Linked DNA regions of Triticum aestivum: region 1 is linked to region 2. Evidence: chromatin contacts called from public Hi-C data. All regions are on one chromosome and are shown on one strand. Each heading gives the region's core, a stretch centred on a gene start, on an enhancer-like site or on the middle of the called end of the contact. The rest is flanking DNA. Distances are from core to core; before and after follow the strand shown. Region 1 holds the start of LOC123053200 (probable BOI-related E3 ubiquitin-protein ligase 3). Region 2 has its middle 140 kb from the start of LOC123053200.

Region 1 (2,994 bases), core at 400-2,899, 140 kb before region 2:
TAATAAAGAAAATGATCCTCCGCAACATAAATTATTATGAAAAACATTCGATTTGCCATATTGTGCCAGCAAACGTCGAAATCCTAAACAAAATACACTCTAATCCTACTTGGAAGACGAAATCGGTAAAATCAAACTAGGGCGCTCTATTTGAAATTGCATTCAGTTCCTGCCATTCTTGTCCGAAATAACAAACCCACAACAGTTTGTTTTTCTGGCTAATTCAGGCAGCTCCTGAAAGTAATATGCTCTGCAAAACTCCAGGAACCACTTGTACATTTAGACGCGGGTCTCTTTAGAGAGCTGAGATTCCACATGACCTGCTGCCAAATTCTTGAAGCACTGCTATTTCTTCGGCAAACTGAACCCACTGTAGCTTGATAACATGGGCAAGTTGATCAAGCCTGCTGACTTTCCTATCGCAAACCGTTTCGGAGGAGGCCACTGGTTCCTTCAATCACGAGAGCAGGACATGGAGCGACGCGTTCTTGGTGGTCGCGCACAACGGGCAAGTGTCCACGGCGGCGTCGCACGCGCTGCAGAGGCACAGGTGCCTGCACGGCAGCAGCAACACGCACGACTCGCCCTCGCCGCAAGCCCTGCACGCCGCCGCCGACGCCTTGGATGCCGCAGCGTCGTCGCCGGCGGGGGTCTCGAAACAGCAGGACCGCGCGTCCTCGGCGTCGCCGTCTCCATCCGCTCCGGTGGCGGCGACGGCAGCGCAAGGGGACTGCAGAAGCTGGTCGAGTGTAGCTTGGAGGCCCGCAGCGACTGCCTCGTGGCTCTTGGCGACGCGTATCCACGCCTGACCCTCGGCGCAAATCTGGGTGAGCCTCTCTGACAGCTTGGCGTTGCGGCAGCGCGCCAGCTCCAGCGCGGCCTCCGCGGCACGCAGCCGCCTCGCCGCAGCACGCTCCGCCGCCGATACCAGCGCCCTGACGTGCTCCTGCCGCGCCTCCTCCAGCCCCGCGCGCATGCGGTCAGTCTGCAGAACGTCCATCAGAATCACCACGAATCAATACACCGTGCAATCAAACCAAGAACGCGAGCCCAATCACCAAGATAGAAAGAGAAACGGTGCATGAACAAGATGGTACGTACCTCGAGTCGTAGGACTGCATCGATCTCCATGCCCTGACGGTACAGCTGCGAGAGCAGGTCCTGCGGCGGGCCGGCGGCATTGATCATTCTCCCACTGGTGGACGCCGTGCCGGAGCCCACCGCCCTGGTCAGCACATCGCCGACGGGCACAAGCCCCTGCCCGCGCTGATTCTCCAAGTACGAAGGCGCCTCCGGGACGACGCGCGCCCGCTTCCTCTGCACAAAACCGTGGCTGCGGGTGATACTGTCGTGCCAAGTGGGATCGACGCGCGGAACGTCGCCGAACAGCGTGTTCCCAACACCCTCCAGTTCCGGCCCGCGCTTGAGGTTGTCGGGAAAGAAGAGGGAGCCGCCCGTCATCTCGTCCTCCAGAGCACTGACGCTGTTGTAGGCGTGGAGGTCGTGGGGGAAGGAGTGGGAGAGGTGTTGCGCCTGCACGGCCATGGCCAAGTACTACGGCGTGCTAGTTTTCGGGTTTGGCGAAGGAAGAGAGAGGAGAGGGAAACGGATGAGGAGACGGTCGTGGGCGTGGAGACCTATGCGGAGGGAGGGAGGGAGGTTTTATACGCGTCCGCGTTTGCGGTTACGGAAAAGGCCATGACTTGAAGCGGCACTCTGGTGGGAGGACACGTGACGCCACTGCACGTTGAGCAACTGACCGGGGAAATAATGGGTCGACGATCCATCCATGCAGGGCCGTCCCAAAGATCCATCTACATTCTCTCAAAAAAAAAAAGATCCATCTACATCTACAGCACCTAAAGATACGGTAATTTGCGGTCAAAAGTCCGCTACGAACAGCTTGGTAGCGGCGACCAAACAACGAAACAGATTGCGTGATGCGATCCCAACGTACGTACGGCTGCCGCTAAAGAAAAAATAAAAAAATGAGATCAACCCAAAGGATAACCCTCGTTGGCTTTTCTTTATATAGAAGAAACTCCGTATGCACCGCGCGTCCGTGCCGGGACTCGAACTTGGGTAGGCTGGCAGCAACCTCAGCTGCCCAGCCAACGGGTCGACGCCCCGTTCTCAAAAAAAAAAGATAAAAAGGATGGGAACGGAGACGCGTGAATCAAAGCTCTTGGGCAGGATAACAGCTGAATTCAATAAGGGCCTGTTTGGTTCCAATAACTCACCACTTATAAGTCAGGTGACTTAAACCAATGACTTATAAGTCACGCATGTTTGGTTGTCACCTGACTTATAAGTCATCTGACCACACTTTTCCATCTTGTTTTTTAATGTAAAGATGATGGGACCCACGCAAAAGGGGATGACTTATGAGTTTTAAGTTGGGGTGGAGCAACTTATGACTTATAAGTTGGGGTGACTTATAAGTTGGATCTGTTTAGCAAAATAAGTCGTTTATTTATTTATTTTATTTATAAATTGATGACTTATTTGGAATCAAACAGGCCGCAGGTTTGCGGTGGCACCACACGTTCGGCTCCACATCTTGTGAAAACGCCAAGCGAGTGATCAAGAATTCAAGACGCGCCCTGCAGACCCGGATCTAGATAGCAGCCTGGTCCTGCTCCTGTCCTGCTGCTCACGGAAAGAGCGCACAGTAGTGGCCGCCCTCGTGTAGCTCTGACGGAGCACTGCCCTCGCTGATTGATCGATCTGGGTCCAAGCGACGGGCGGGGTACGTACTCCTACTAGTTAATGTTCGGCGCCGATCAAGCAAGCACATGCAATGCAAACAAGGAGCTTATTTGGCGCGCGCGCACACACACATCACCAAACCAGCTCATCGAGCGGCGTCGGCAGCCACGATCCACAGTGGTACTATAGTGGTGCCGGGCACGGGCAGGGGCAGCTGCGTTCCTCTTCCTCGTGGCGGCCATGAAAGGTGGAAGTAACAGTCGCCCGCTCCGTAAAGGCGCCGCA
Region 2 (2,700 bases), core at 111-2,610:
CTCATATTCTAACGGCGACGTTTCGTAATGTTATCGTCATGTGTGGTCCTGTGAGGTCCACCTGTCATTAGAAGAAAAAAGTAAACAAATCTGGTCGTCTTATCTTCACCACCCAGGTCGACGCACAGGTGAGGGCGCGAACGCACACGCCCGTCCCGCCCCCAGCTGAGGTAGAGGCCTCCGCCATCATTGTCGCGTTGAGGACCCGGGCAGCGGCCTCGGGCAAGGCCTTGCTGAGGATGACTCCCACGCGGCCATCGCCATCCTCGTGTTGCTGAGGTCAATTGATCGGACGAGACCATGAGGGCAGCAGTGGACGCCGGGCATGCCCACAGCGCGTCCCGCGCGAGGCCCGCCTCCCGTCCCGCCTCCGGCCGTGGTAGAGGCCGCCGTTTCCACACGGAGCCCGTCCTGCCCCTGGCCGAGGCAGAGGTCGTCGTCGCCGTTACCGCGCGGACCGGAAGGGCGGAACCGGAAGCGGAAGGTTGCAGCGGCTCGGTTCTTGCCGGATCTAGGCGAGCGCGGGCTAATGGCGGCGATGATCGCGGAGTTCCGGTGCTATGGCGTTGGCCGGCAGCGCCGCTCCTCCATGGAGCTCCATGGCGCGGGTGCGACGAGAGAGAGAGAGTGAGAGAGAGAGAGAAAGAAATTAGGGAGGAGAGGAGAACGAGAGAAAAGAAAGGTAGTATTACACTAACAAGCATGCTCCACATCCAGCAAAACAAGTCAACGTAATGGTGTGAGAAATTGGTGCCATGTCAGCTTGACTAGCAGGCCCCATCTGTCACAAACGCGATCAATAGAGCCAAATTCTCTGATGAGTGATATTTGCAAAACAATTACACAAGACTTGTGTTTTCTACAAAGAAATGCAGCGCAATGTTTTCTGCTAACCTAGCTTTTGAAGCGGTGGTTTTCTGCAATTTACTCTGTCGTCTAGTGGTGCTTTGACTCGATGATACAAAATCTTCTCGCATGCTAATCTTCCTACAGTGACTAGTATACTACCATCTCTATCTCTGGGATCTTCGAAAAAAAAAATCTCTATCTCTGGGACGACATGTGCACACATCGATCCGCAGGGAGATGATCACATGATCCAAGACCTATCAGGCCAGGCCATCTTGTTCGGCAAGCTCTAGAAAAGGGCAATGGATGGCACGAGGTGATGAGCGCCGTGGACCAGCGTGTCCAGTCCAGCCATTATTCCGTCCGTATAGATATAGATGGATCGTGGCGTCACGGACGCTCCTACTTGCACAATTATGCATGCACCGCACAAAGCATGTGGTCGAGGCATGTGACCGTCGCTTGTCGACAGGATCTGTACGCCTTCATTCGTTCATTCACTAGTAGGTGTTGCGCTCGCCTCACTCGCCGCGAAAACTACAGCAGGCGCAGTGCGATACATGCACGGCACCGCGCTCGCTCCTTGTCCTCGACGCGAAACGACAACAAAGTACACGTATTCCTTCCCCTCCCGTCACATCTTTGGTTTGGCTGTTCCATTTCCAGTAGGATATGCACCAGGCAGGCGTGCAACTTGCGACCACGACGGTGTAGCCAAGCGAGGAGGAGGAGGTGCTGCTCACTCGACAATATCATGTGACTCTATTCGTTTTCGATATTGTAGTATGTGCGTGGGATCCACCGTCTCTGATCATTCTTCTCTCCTATCGAGTGGCGGATGCGTGTGCAGGTGCGCGTGTGTGGCGCTTCTCGGTAATCAGTGCCAGGTGGGACCACCACCGCCTGCCTTTTTCTGTTAAGTTATTACGTAGTACTATACTAGTACTCCCTCCATTTTTATTTAGTTTGCGCCTAAGAGCAATCACGGATACCAAGGAGAGCTGAGGAAGCAAAAATCTGGACTGTTTTACCCATGAGCTGGCGTGTGATCTGCCTTGATCTCCATGACCGATTTTGTTGCGCAGCTGTAACTGCATTTCCGTTGATTGGCTGCCTTCCTCACTCCTCGTTCCCCACGCCCCGCATGCATGCTGCCAAGGGTGCTCGACCACTGCATGCATGCCCTCTTTCTTCCAAGTAATTAATGCATACGAATTGCACAGCTAAAAATGAAGGGCAGTTTTGGAAGAACGAGGGGTAAAAAGCTAGCGCGCAGACTAAAAGGAGAAAAATGAGAAAAACTTAGACGCAGACTAAAAGAAAACGGAGGGAGTAATAATGTACGTGCAATGCACGTTTATCAAATATAATAGGTTGAGTCAGCAGGCTATAAGATGTCCAGGTCAGCAAAAATACTAGTCAAAGGAGAGAGAAGAAAGGCAGCAAGCGCCGGGCTCTAGCACTATACACGAGGGAAAAGGATGCATGCAGCCCATGTAAAGCACTCAAAGCTGGGCGCTGCTTTCTCACTTCCAATCAAATGCATCTGCCTTCTTACCCATGCATGCAAACATTAATTGCTACAGCCAACTTACAGCCAGGCTTATTATATGAGAAACTTTTTTACAAAGGCTATATATAACATGGCATGAGTATAGAGCCAGCAACCGGCTCTTCTATTAACCATGCTCTTTGGTAGGATATTAGTTGCACGTTATATTAAGTAGTAAGATATATCTGTTGCACGTTGGTATTTGGTAAGATAACAATTACTTTTTCTCAGGAATGGTAGGATATTAATTACATGACAGATTTCAAAGGATAGCGTTGAGTCAAAATATGTTTATAACC

The links. A called contact is a pair of places that touch in the nucleus more often than the background predicts.
Region 1: a Hi-C map of leaf shows a contact between it and region 2, with 3 times the contacts expected there. The contact joins the promoter of LOC123053200 here to the enhancer-like site in region 2. A contact is called at or near these places in 1 of 5 Hi-C or Micro-C datasets (leaf) and 1 of 1 datasets of contacts at active chromatin or transcription factors (leaf).

The regions. Positions count from the first base shown.
Region 1 is chr2D:371,350,419-371,353,412 of IWGSC CS RefSeq v2.1, reverse strand. LOC123053200 (probable BOI-related E3 ubiquitin-protein ligase 3) reads right to left here and starts at 1,649. Exons shown (of 2, transcript XM_044476627.1): 1 at 1,102-1,649; 2 at 1-985. The coding sequence starts at 1,545. The coding sequence ends at 458.
Region 2 is chr2D:371,208,766-371,211,465 of IWGSC CS RefSeq v2.1, reverse strand. No RefSeq gene overlaps it. Among protein-coding and RNA genes, the nearest start is that of LOC123053200, 140 kb to the left of the region's middle. Within about 2 kb of position 1,360, at least 6 of the 8 cell types and tissues checked have an H3K27ac peak or open chromatin away from gene starts, as enhancers often do. A contact at or near this core is called in leaf, where this site is marked.